Regions from separate parts of the Mus musculus genome. Here all the other regions are linked to region 2. Evidence: chromatin contacts called from public HiChIP or PLAC-seq and Micro-C data. All regions are on one chromosome and are shown on one strand. Each heading gives the region's core, a stretch centred on a gene start, on an enhancer-like site or on the middle of the called end of the contact. The rest is flanking DNA. Distances are from core to core; before and after follow the strand shown. Region 1 overlaps Lipc (lipase, hepatic). Region 2 holds the start of Adam10 (a disintegrin and metallopeptidase domain 10). Region 3 overlaps Lipc (lipase, hepatic).

Region 1 (3,632 bases), core at 498-2,997, 140 kb after region 2:
CCACATACTGGGGAGGCAGAAGCAGGTAGATTCTTGGGCCAGACACTGACATCGCCAGAGTAGTGAGAACTAATTCATTGAGACACCATGTTTCAAAAGAAAACAAAACAAAACAAAACAAAAACCCAAACAAACCCAAAACAAAAACAAGATGGAGGCTGTCTCTTGGTTTCAGTATTTATCTCCACACATATGCCATCTAAACATACATGTACTCACATAGACACACAGACACACACATAGACACAGATACACACACACACACACACACACACACACACACACACACACACGCATGTGCAAGCACGCACACATGAAATGCTAAGGTATATTACATATACCCTCCTGTGGCTCTGAAGAGTGAAAGCCCCTAAAGGTGGAAAGTTCTAGAAAGGAGAGAACAACAGATAGAGCTAGGACAGCTCTCACAAGGGCTAGTGCCCCTGGAAGAGCTTCCTGGGTCACTCGGTGCTCCCCCCACCCCCCCCCCGCCCTCTGAGACCCTCTGAACTGCCATGGGGGAGCAGCTGTCTGGGAACCATCAGCTCTCCAAAAGGCCTTTGACAGCCCGCATCTGGGCCTCTAGCCTTGCTGTGTGAGCACGCATATGAGCTGTATGAGGATCTCCTGGAGGCCCCAGGAGAGTGTGAGGAATAGGCTGAGGCTCCGGGCTGTGATTTTCCCTTCTTACCGTTTAAGCCATGCTCTGCAATGTGTTTGTAGAGTTCCAGGAAGTGGCAGCCAGGCTGGAAGGAGCCCCCATTGGGGTAGAAGTCATAGTGGGCAATGGGCTGCTTGATGCCCACACTCAAGCCCATGTGCTCCCTGGTAAAGGTATGAATGGCGTCCACAAAATTGGCATCATCAGGAGAAAGGCGCTCGTTGGGGGACGTTCCCTCAAACATAGGGCCCGCAGGGTCCAGCCCTGAGAGGGAAATGCAAGCCGGGTTAAGTTAGTGGTGGGGGGAGGGCAGAAGGCTCTCCTCTGAGCTCTTTGATCCTTTCACCTTTCTGAGCTAGAAGGAAGAAGGTGCTTGGAGCTTCTCTAGAACTTCTTCCTGCAACCGCCCTTTGGTGTAAAGCCATGGTAATTCATGGCTCTGAAAGTTACCCAGGTCAGGCATTGTTCTAAGGGGAAAGAGCTTTGCAGAGAGGATCAGAACGAACAGTGAGGTTATGAGTGAATGCTTGATTTATTTAAGCAAATCAATTTTAAGTGCCTCCCCTGGTAGTTTCCACAGCATCTGTTTGCATAAAAAGCAGCAGCCCACGGCGCTCGTTCTGTGCAGTTCTGACTTGGGTGAAGTAAGAATTTGTTTGCCTGTGTGTTGTCAGTAGTCTCGAACAAGCTGGCTTCCTACGCTCATGTCATCCTATAGAACGTCCAGAACAAAACCTTAGGAAGGGGTGGAAATGTGGCCGTGTAGGGCCTTTGCAAGCTCAGCCTCCAAGTGACAGACATGCTCCCAGGAACAAGCCGGATTCTGGCTGACTGCTTGGGGGAGGGTTTTATGTATGCACCCTGGGCTCTCCTCATGACTTGTCTGAAGGGACCTTTGGTGGCAGGCCTCAGTCCAGGGCTACCATCTTTGCTGTAGGCAAGGAAGGAACTGTCAGTGAGCAGCAGTGAGGTCACCTGCTGTCCAGCCCACCTGCAGCCAGTGGTGAGATCCACTATTCTTTAGGCTAACAGCAGCAAGATGACTCCAGAGTAAGGAGCCTCCTGCTGTCTCCTGTGTGGGTGGCCTGATTACTCTGCTGGGATGTAACAATGCCAGCTGGAATGGGGAGGGCCAGGGCGAGGCCTGATAATGGCTCACTTTGTGAGATCCTTTGTTTTGTTTTTCCATTGTGTGTGTGTGTGTGTGTGTGTAGTGAGCATGATTATATGTGTGTAGGTACTGCTGTGTGTGTCTGTGTGTGTAGTGAGCATGATTATATGTGTGTAGGTACTACTGTGTGTGTATGTGCATGTTTACATGTGTGTGGGCACCCTTGTGTGTGTGTGGTGAGCATGATTACATGTGTGTGGGTACTGCTGTGTGTGTGCATGTTTACATGTGTATGGGCACCCTTGTGTGTGCTTTGTGTATGTGTGTGTGTGTGTGTGTGGTGAGCATCATTACATGTTTGTAATCATGAAAGGTGAAATGTATGTGTCTGTGAATGTTTACATGTGTGTAGGCACCCTTGTGTAAGTGTGTGTGTGTGTGGTGAGCATGATTATATGTGTGCAGGTACTGCTGTGTGTGTGTGCATGTTTACATGTGTATGGGCACCCTTGTGTGTGCTTTGTGTGTGTGTGTGTGTGGTGAGCATGATTACATGTGTGTAGGTACTGCTGTGTGTGTGCTTGTTTACGTGTGTGTGTGTGTGTGTGTGTGTGTGTGTGTGTGCACATGACACCTGGAGATTGATGTCTGGAATCATCCTTGATTGTTCTTTGACTGTATTCAGTGAGGGTCTCCCAAAAAGCCCAGAGCTTACAGGAATTACAGGTGGGATACCGTACCCCTTGACCTTGATGCACATTGTTAGCATCTGGGGATCCTAACAAATTCTGGTCCCCAAGTTTGCTCAGCAAGCAATATCCCCACTTTGTGGGATTCTGACCTCTCTAGCAATGCCTTCTTGGTGAGGCATTTATGCACACTGGAGTTAGGAGTGTCAAGCTAGAGATAGAACTGAAGGCTAGCCTGGGCTACAGGAGATGAAGTCTCAAAAACAAGAACATAAATAAAAACAACAAAAACAGAAAAAAGTTTCTTATTAAAAAGTGTAATTAGAATCTTCTCTTGGAACCATGTGGAACAGCTAGGAGAAGGGTCAGAGCGCAGAGCTGTCCTTTGTTCTGCGCTCTCATGGGATAGCAGCAATTGCTGACAGAAGGCGTGTTAGGGAGTGCTCAGTGTTACCCCTCAGCGATCAGGACCACAAGCATAGTGAGCAGGTGCGTGCTCCCTGCTTCCCGCAGCCCTGGAGCTTGTGTAGGGTTATCCATCAGTCATACCTGTGATTCTTCCAATCTTGTTCTTCCCGTCCATGGAGCTGCCTGCGAACCCTGAGACGTGCGCTCCCAGGCTGTACCCAATTAGGTGAACTTTGCTCCGAGAAAACTTCGCAGATTCCTGCAAGACGAGGCAAGCGGGTGGAGTGGAGGGATGAGGACGAGAGCCTTCCATAGGGCCTGCTTCCACGGGGCACCCATCCATGCTTGGCACTGCCCACAGATCAGGTGTTCGATTATGGGAAACTGGCTTGTCACCTCACTGGCTGTCATCTTGGGTGATGGGGTGGGGTGGGGGTGGCTGTTCTTGGAGATGTCCTGGTGATTACTGCCTCCTGCCTGCCTGGTTTTGCCTGGTCATTGATGCCCTGCAGAATGTCTTTGTCTTTCAAGGCTGTCATTACAGGTGGGATGCCACACTTGTGTGGGATTGATGGCTTCCAAGTGCGTTTGGATTCCTTAGGAGAGATGTATCTAAAATCTTGAATTCTCCAAGCTCTACTGAGTGAAGTATAGTTGTCCCAGGCTACACTGGGGCATCCAAACTGGGGCCCACAGGCTTCAAGAACGTATATACATTTGTTCTGTATGACACTGTGAGAGGACATTGTCATTTGCAAGGCTC
Region 2 (3,808 bases), core at 1,210-3,709:
CCCTATGCTACCTGGACGATATTGGTCTTAGATCTGTGCAGTAAGCATTTTTTCTTTAATATTGTTAACCTGATACATCACATATGGCATTTGTTTATGAAGGAAATGTTTCATTATAACGTAGGGATACTTTCTATGGTCTTAACAAAAATCGAAACAAACAAAACTCTTACTCTTAGCATCAAAAATGTCATTATTGCTGAAGTAACACTGCTGCTAAAGTAATTCGTGGAACAGGTGGGCTGGACAAACATGATGACCTGAGTCATTCAGAGCCCAAATAAAGGTCAAGGAGAGAGCCCACTCCATAAAGTTGTTCTCTGACTCCCACATGCTTATTATGGGCCAAGTATCACTCCCTCTCCCTCTACTTCTCCCCCTCCCTCTCCCCCAACCCTCCCCCCCACCCCCCAGCTAAAAACCAAGGAATCACTATTTTCCACTAGATTAGATATTTGTTTGAGGAAATAAATGGCATTTATGTACTTTATTTACCATATAACAATTATTATCTGCTAAGCACTTGTAATTGCTTTATAGTGTTAAGTGATCTGAATTTAATCCATCAAAATAGTTCCAAAAGGCAATTTTCATTTTACAAGGGAAATGCCAAGGTTACAAAGAATTTTGAAATAACCTTGCCAAAGTCTATCAGCTTTTAAGAGGCAGGGGTGGGAGTCAAACTCAAGTGGGTTGTGATGCATGGCATCAATGCAGACCTTACCCCGGTACATTTTCTCACTTTCCTCTTCACTTGTGAAAATGCCAGTAATGGAATTAAGACTTTAAGCAAAGCAATAGTCCAAACTTGTAACATGAAAATACCATTCATTATTCATTCATATTTTTAAAGAAAAGAAACAGCATTTTAGATGTAAACTCCTGCGATTTCTTTGAATTAAAAAAGAAAATGATCTTTGCTTATGATTATTAGAATTGATTATAAACAATACTACCTAATATCAAACTTGTCACAGAGATGGATTAATAACTCAAAAAGTCAAAACTTCTACTGCCTGTGAGTACATAAGGCAGAAACAGCGCATGTGATAAGCAACATGTCTGCAGGTTACTCAGAATAGACACTTTACAAAAGGAAAAAGAAATAACAGCATTCAGTTACTCTGTATTGATTTTATATGCTTCAGTAGAAACGAATGGACAGGACAATCATGATGATGTGGGAAGTTCTGACTGCAGTATTGAGTTTAGTAATGTGAAGCAAAACAACAATTCATTTTTCAAAACAATTAAAATAAGTATATTCCTTAAGTAAGGTGTGACGGTGCATGGAAGATGGGAGGAATCAGAAGTTCATGTTTACCCTTGGCCTCATAACCACTCAAAGAATAACCTGGGATAATTAGATGAGAGATGGGAGATGGGGGTGGGAAAAGTATTCTCATCTTTATTTCTGTTTTCTTTAAAAACCACATTATCTACATTAACAATGTAGGTTGTAGAAAATATATAGGGCGGAAGTAAAAGGTTTGCAATTTATTCTTATTATCAATAATATAAACTCATATTCTTTGAGTCAACCGAAGCAGAGTTAAGTATGATGAAGACGTTGTAGTTCTTTTTTTTTTTCATTTATTCATTCGCGTTACATCCGAAGAGCAGCCCCGCTCCTCTCCTCCCAGTCCCACCCTTACAAATCCCTCCTCCCATTACTCCTAAAGTTGTAGTTCTTGAATACGAGTATAAAGAATCAAAGCGAGTAAATGAGAAGTCAAATACCGGTTTTGTAGAAGTTGGCATGAAGGAGGTATGAGGGAAACAGACTAACAAGCGAGCATTTTCTGAGCTGGAGACTAAGGACCACCGGCTTATTTATTTATTTATTTATTATTATGGCTAAGGCCTAGTAGGTGACATACATTTGCTAATGGTTCGGGAAGATACCCCTTTGGGTATTTTTTTCTTCCTGTTGGATCTTTCCTTTTATGTTCCCATCAGAGCTGTGTATCGCGGCTAAAATCATGGTTTGCTGGGACTGCTTTTGTTTACTTGGCAGCTGCAGAGCTTCAAAAGAAACAGATAGAGAAGCAAGGAAAACCTCTAGTTTTTTGGAGGCGAAGAAGCCGAAAGCCCTTCTTGACAGCTTCGGGGTAGGGTGTGATTCCAAGAGACAGTCCTTAACAGCTGGAAGAACCAGGTAGCACTTTCACAGGGAAAAGAGCGCTCCCGCCCGGGGCGGTGGGCGGAGTCTCCAGCGGCCCCGCCCTCCCAGGCCAATCCCTGCTCTCCGCCAGCGGACAGGAAGCAGCGGCGGGGCCTAGCGGCCCGGGCGCTCGCCTCGGCACGCATGCGCATTATCCCGGGGCGCTTGGGGGAGCAGGGCGGGGCGGGAGGCAGGGGTGCGGCCTCGCGAGTGTATTGGGTGCCGTCGCGTCACGTGGCGAGAAAGGAGGCGGAGGGCCGCGGCTCAGGGAAGGGGCTGAGACCAGGCGAAGAGCGAGGGCAGGGAAGCGGGGAAGGGAGGAAGGAAGAGGCCGAGGGGGAGGGAGGGCCCTGTTTTGGCGGAGCAGGGCGCGCGGCTGGGCCCCTGAAGTGGAGCGAGAGGGAGGCGCTTCGCCGGGTGCCACTGCCGGGGAGGCTCGTCGGGACCCAGCGCCGGTCGCGGCTCCCTCAGGATCGATGCACCGCGGTTAACCCGTGAGGAGGCGGCGGCCGGGGAAGATGGTGTTGCCGACAGTGTTAATTCTGCTCCTCTCCTGGGCGGCGGGGCTGGGAGGTGAGACACGACCCCGGGCGGCGACGGAGCGGCGGTCGGTCGGGCCGAGCGCAGCGTCGCGGAGCCGGGCCGCGCGTGTCAGGTCTCCTCGGCTTCTGTCAGCTCTCTCAGCTCGCCTCAGCCGACCCCGAGCGACGCTCCCCGCGCGCTATTGTCCCTCGCGCGCCCCGACCGCGCTCCCGCCGGCGGCGGCCCGAGCAGGCTGCGGAGCCCCGGGCCAGGCCTTCCCCGCCCCCACGGCCCGGCGGCCCTGCCTGCCCGGCTTCTCGCGCCGCTTTCCCCGGGAGCGGCGGAGCCCAGGCCAGCCGCCCTCGCGCACTCCGCAGCCACCTCAGCCCTGCCGGGGTCCGAGCCCCGGGACCGCGCAGACTCGCAGCAACTTGCGAGGTTGGCAGCGCGGCGGGAGCATTGTTCTGCAAGCGAGCGAGCGGACCCGGGCCGGGTGTCGGACGCCGGTGTGCGTGTCCCACCCGAGTGCCTTCCCTCCGCCTCGTGCTCTTTTCGGAGTGTTTGTAGCCAGCGCGCCGGAGGTTGTGTGTGTGTGTGTGTCTGTCGTTCTGTCTGTCTGTCTTCTGTCTCCCCGGGGCAAGACTTTAGTTGACTGAGGAGAAGGGCAAGCCGTTTTAGGATGCTCTTCGATCCATCTGTCTTTTTGAGTTGAGTCCACAGAGAAGCAAGACCGACCCTTCCTGGGCGAACCAACTTGCAGAGTTTTCTTAAACTCTCAGGTGGAGCAGACGTACTGCTTAGTCAGAGGATTGTCAGGGCTGTGCTCCCTCCCCCTGCAAATTGGAGTTCACTGTTGCTTCAAGTTTCCTGATGCTTCGGGTTTGAGACAGCGGTATTTCATTCCCAGGCTTTCCTAGGACAGGTTGCATGATTATTTTGTTCCTATGAGAAAGTGCTTTACCATAGGTAAGCTAATTTGCCGCCCAAGTGTCTGGAGAGAGGTTAGCTTAAAAGCATTGAATTGGAAACAACCCCCAGAACTTCCAGGGGTGCTTCGGATGGTTGTCAGCAGCCTAATTTGATACTTTAGAAAATATCCTAGTGTTTTCTGTAGTGTATTGT
Region 3 (3,625 bases), core at 959-3,458, 220 kb after region 2:
AAGACAAAGCTTAATATTGACCATCCATTTGATAGGATGTAGAATCGCCTGGGAGACACACCTAGCAGACACGTCTTGAAGTGGGGAGACCCACCCTAAACGAGGGTAGCACCATCCCATGAGATGGGATTCTGGACTGAAAAACAGGAGTGCTGAGCACCATCGCTTATCCTTGGGGCTTCCTGACTGTGGATGCCACGTAACCATCTGCTTTCTACTCCTGCCTCCCTTACCTTCTAGTCATGAACTTGAACCCTCAGCTGGGAGCCACAGTAAACCCTTCCTCTCCTAAGCTGCTCTTCTCATATAGTTTGTCAAACGACAAGAAGAGTTACAATTACACCCATCGACTAGTAAGTAACTAAAAGGCTTTAAACCTCCGTTTCTTTCATTGTAAACCTCATAGGACTGTTGTAACAAGGACAGGAAATACATTAATAAGCTAAAAGGTAAATGCATTAAATGGAACAAACAAATAACAGAACCCTGTGTCTGGCACTCAACTGTCCTGATTTTTAGAATTTAAGTCATCGTAAGGATCTATTTATATTTTCAATGTATGGCTGTTGTACATCTCACCTCTAAGTTAGATGTCTTCAGTAAAGGACTAAAGGCTGGGGTGTGTGCTGAGTGGGGCCTTATCTTTAGGGTTCAAACTGCTCAAAAGCACTGTAGTAGCAAGCCAGGAAGCTTGACGTTTGCTGGGGAGTCTTGGCTCAGCCAGGCGTCCATGTTCTCGACCTCTCTGTTTTGGAAAGAGTTTTTGGGGAGAGCTTGCTCCTCCTCCTCCCGTTCCTGCTCCCCCCCAGGACCCCCCTTCTCACTGATCAGAATCTACTGGTCCCACTTTTCCTAGAGGGCAAGGCCACCTCCTCCACGGAGTCTTTCAAAGGTCTTTACTCTGGGCTTTAAGTGGACAAGGACTCTAGGAACAGTTCTGGAAGCCCCCCATTGCCTTCTCTGTCCATCTCCTTGGTGAATGGCAAATGAGGCAGCCCCAACAGCCCAGTCTGTCTCCCTGGGCCAGTAGGGGTGCCATTTTCTGGAAATCAACATGATCTTTAGTTTAAATGGTTTGGAAGGCTGGATACATTGGTACATGCTTGTAATCCCAGCAGGTTGAGGGCAGAGGTGGGAGAAACCTGAGTTGAAGGACAACCTGAATTATTAACTCGTGAGACCCTGTCACTGAAAAACCATGACCTTAGGCTCAAAGATAAATCCTCCTCTGCCCAGAAAGAAGAACGGACAACATTCATTCTTTTTCAATCAGCACTCTGTGAATAATTGGTACTTTGGTGGGCCATGGCAGCGAGCACGGGACTCCATTACTCTAATGTGTTCATTAAGCCTCACCACCCCCCCACCCCTCACCCCCGTCCCTAAGAAAAACAGGAACACTTTTGAGTCACGTTGATGTTTACCCTACCTCCTCATGGCAGTCTAGAGCAAGCATGATAACCTTGGGCAGGAAAATTGAACTGCACTGGGTAAACACATCTGTGTGAACATCTGCGGCTGTGGAAACAAGTGGGCATGAGGTGAAGGCTTGCCTAGAGAGTTCAAGGATCACAGCTGGAGAAGCCAGCTTACTAGAACTGGCTTGAAAAGCACATAAACCTTAAAGAGGTAAAAAGGTGACCAACTTAGCAGGGCTCCCTGGAGTTTGATTGGTGGCCCTGTAGGTCTGGGTCTATCAACTTGGGCCATCTTTAGAACTGAACATTGATGGGCTAGGCTAGGCTTTTGTGTTATTTCAATGATCCAGTGCAGAGGGAACCACAGTCACAGTTAAATGGAACCTGGATGATTTATTGACCAGAAATCCTCTGTGTCTGGCCCCAAGGCTAGAGAAGTTAATTAATGCTGGAGACCATTTTGAGGTCTCCAGACTCAGCTTCTTGGGAAAGGGCATCACATTTAGGTTGGAGGTCAATTACTTTGGTGGTGCTTCTAGCTTCAGAGTGTATCCAAGACTCACAAGGACTTGCTGTAAAACTCACAAAGGACTTGCTGGCTGTATCCCCTGAACTTTCTGATCTCTTAGGTCAGAGTGAGACCCCAAAGTGACAAGTCTAACAAGTTCCAGGTGTTGCTGCTGACCATGTTGGGGCCACACTTTGAAAGTCTCTATGGTGGAGAACACAGGCCTGATGCTGAGAAGAGAGGTGAGAGTGTAGGAGGTGACAAGGAACCTGGGTTCCGCTCTAGGCTCTGTTGTAGCTACTCATGCATGGGCAATGCAGAAAGCAGGAAGCTGGTGGCTTCCTCTATATCAGGGTGATGTTGACTGTGTCACCTTTCCCTCAGGACTGAGTGGGACAATCACTGATGTCTGCACTGGTCTCTCAGCACAGATGTTACATCTCACACATGTTATTACAGCTGATCTGTTCAGCTGATCTGTTCAACACTCCAAGGAAGTGGATCTTACTGGTTTTGTTTCATATTCTTAGAAACCAGAGGTCAGGGGCCCATGAGATGGTTTAGCAGGTAAAGGTGCTTGTGGTTAAGCCTGATAACCTGTATCCAAGCCCTGGAACCCATGTGGTGGAAGGAGAGAATTGACTCCTAAAAGACCCTGACTACATGTACACTGTAGCATGACGGACACACACACACACAGACACACACACACACACACACACACACACACACACATGCATCCACACGAGTACACACATACATGCCACAAGTAATAAATAAAATGCAATAAAAGAAAAAGAAAATGAAGAAAGGAAAAGGAAGGAAAGAAACCTGAGCTCAGAAACGTATGATTTCATTAAAGGAAATTCCTGTGTCCAAGGCTGCTATCCAAGGCACACAAGCCATAATGAGAAAAATGGTATGCAGTCTAGCAGAGCTCAGGGGATTGGCTGCTGTTCCTGTAGGTCTGAAGTTGTCAGTCTGGGCTGCTTTTAGGTCCAGATATTGATTGGTGTGCATAATCACCCAGGCAAGCACCCCATATACTTGTACAGCTCTGAGTCTCATTGGGAAAACCTGTGAACACTGAGACTGGCCAGACATGGGTGGTATTCAACATAAAGGCATGCTTGGGGAACAAAATCCCTGTGCTGCGGGGAACAAAATCCCTGTGCTACGGGGAGCTAACCCCAATTATTCAGGTCTGGGCAGAATGGTAGGTTTCAGAAGAAAACACAACACACCGATGACTCAGTTGCTCTGTCTGAGAATGGGCCACTCTGATACAATGTGGGCGTTAATTAGGAGGAGAAAGGAGCAAACAACCCCTAGGCAGACCAAGGGGCCCTGTACCAGCCTGCCTAGAGCCCAGGGATGCTGCCTCTCTGAGAGCCGGGCACCAGATCACAAGCTCGGCAGCTGACTCACTAGCTTTGAAGCAACAAGGCCCATGCGAGGGGCGGAGGGGAGGCCTCTGTATCAGTTACATTACTTCTTGTTGTGACAGAATACTTGAGAAAAACAACCTCAAGAAGAAAGGGTTAACTCTGATTCATCATTCGAGGGTACTGGATATCATTGTGGGGACGTCACAGTGGCAGAAACTTGAAGCAGCAGCTTACACTGTACACGTCACCAGGAATCAGAGAATGAAGAATGGTGGCACCCAGCTCACCTTTCCCTTTTTATTCAGTCAAGG

What was found. A called contact is a pair of places that touch in the nucleus more often than the background predicts. HiChIP or PLAC-seq counts read pairs in DNA pulled down with a chosen protein or histone mark.
Region 1: a contact with region 2 is called in a Micro-C map of embryonic stem cells, with 1.8 times the contacts expected there. The contact joins the enhancer-like site here to the promoter of Adam10 in region 2. A contact is called at or near these places in 11 of 39 promoter capture datasets (the C10 cell line, the HPC-7 cell line, embryonic stem cells and 5 more), 1 of 15 datasets of contacts at CTCF or cohesin (large pre-B cells), 3 of 484 Hi-C or Micro-C datasets (bone marrow-derived macrophages, embryonic stem cells and pre-B cells), 18 of 115 datasets of contacts at active chromatin or transcription factors (the 230-238 cell line, the HPC-7 cell line, acute myeloid leukemia and 8 more) and 3 of 9 other capture datasets (adipose tissue, embryonic stem cells and macrophages).
Region 3: a contact with region 2 is called in an H3K4me3 HiChIP or PLAC-seq map of the 230-238 cell line, with 23 read pairs. The contact joins the enhancer-like site here to the promoter of Adam10 in region 2. A contact is called at or near these places in 6 of 39 promoter capture datasets (the C10 cell line, the HPC-7 cell line, embryonic stem cells and 2 more), 1 of 15 datasets of contacts at CTCF or cohesin (large pre-B cells), 3 of 484 Hi-C or Micro-C datasets (bone marrow-derived macrophages, epidermal suprabasal cells and erythroblasts), 21 of 115 datasets of contacts at active chromatin or transcription factors (the 230-238 cell line, the HPC-7 cell line, bone marrow-derived macrophages and 11 more) and 3 of 9 other capture datasets (embryonic stem cells, liver and macrophages).

Annotation. Positions count from the first base shown.
Region 1 is chr9:70,815,839-70,819,470 of GRCm38.p6, forward strand. Lipc (lipase, hepatic) reads right to left here. Exons shown (of 9, transcript NM_008280.2): 4 at 3,011-3,128; 5 at 692-925. Among named protein-coding and RNA genes, the nearest start is that of Gm32017, 96 kb to the right of the region's middle. Within about 2 kb of position 1,748, at least 50 of the 459 cell types and tissues checked have an H3K27ac peak or open chromatin away from gene starts, as enhancers often do. A contact at or near this core is called in embryonic stem cells, extraembryonic endoderm stem cells, hippocampal neurons and 1 more, where this site is marked.
Region 2 is chr9:70,676,523-70,680,330 of GRCm38.p6, forward strand. It overlaps Adam10 (a disintegrin and metallopeptidase domain 10), which reads left to right and starts at 2,460. Exons shown (of 16, transcript NM_007399.4): 1 at 2,460-2,737. The coding sequence starts at 2,683.
Region 3 is chr9:70,892,168-70,895,792 of GRCm38.p6, forward strand. The region is part of intron 1 of Lipc (lipase, hepatic); the gene reads right to left. Among named protein-coding and RNA genes, the nearest start is that of Gm32017, 20 kb to the right of the region's middle. Within about 2 kb of position 2,209, at least 29 of the 459 cell types and tissues checked have an H3K27ac peak or open chromatin away from gene starts, as enhancers often do. A contact at or near this core is called in the 230-238 cell line, the HPC-7 cell line and pro-B cells, where this site is marked.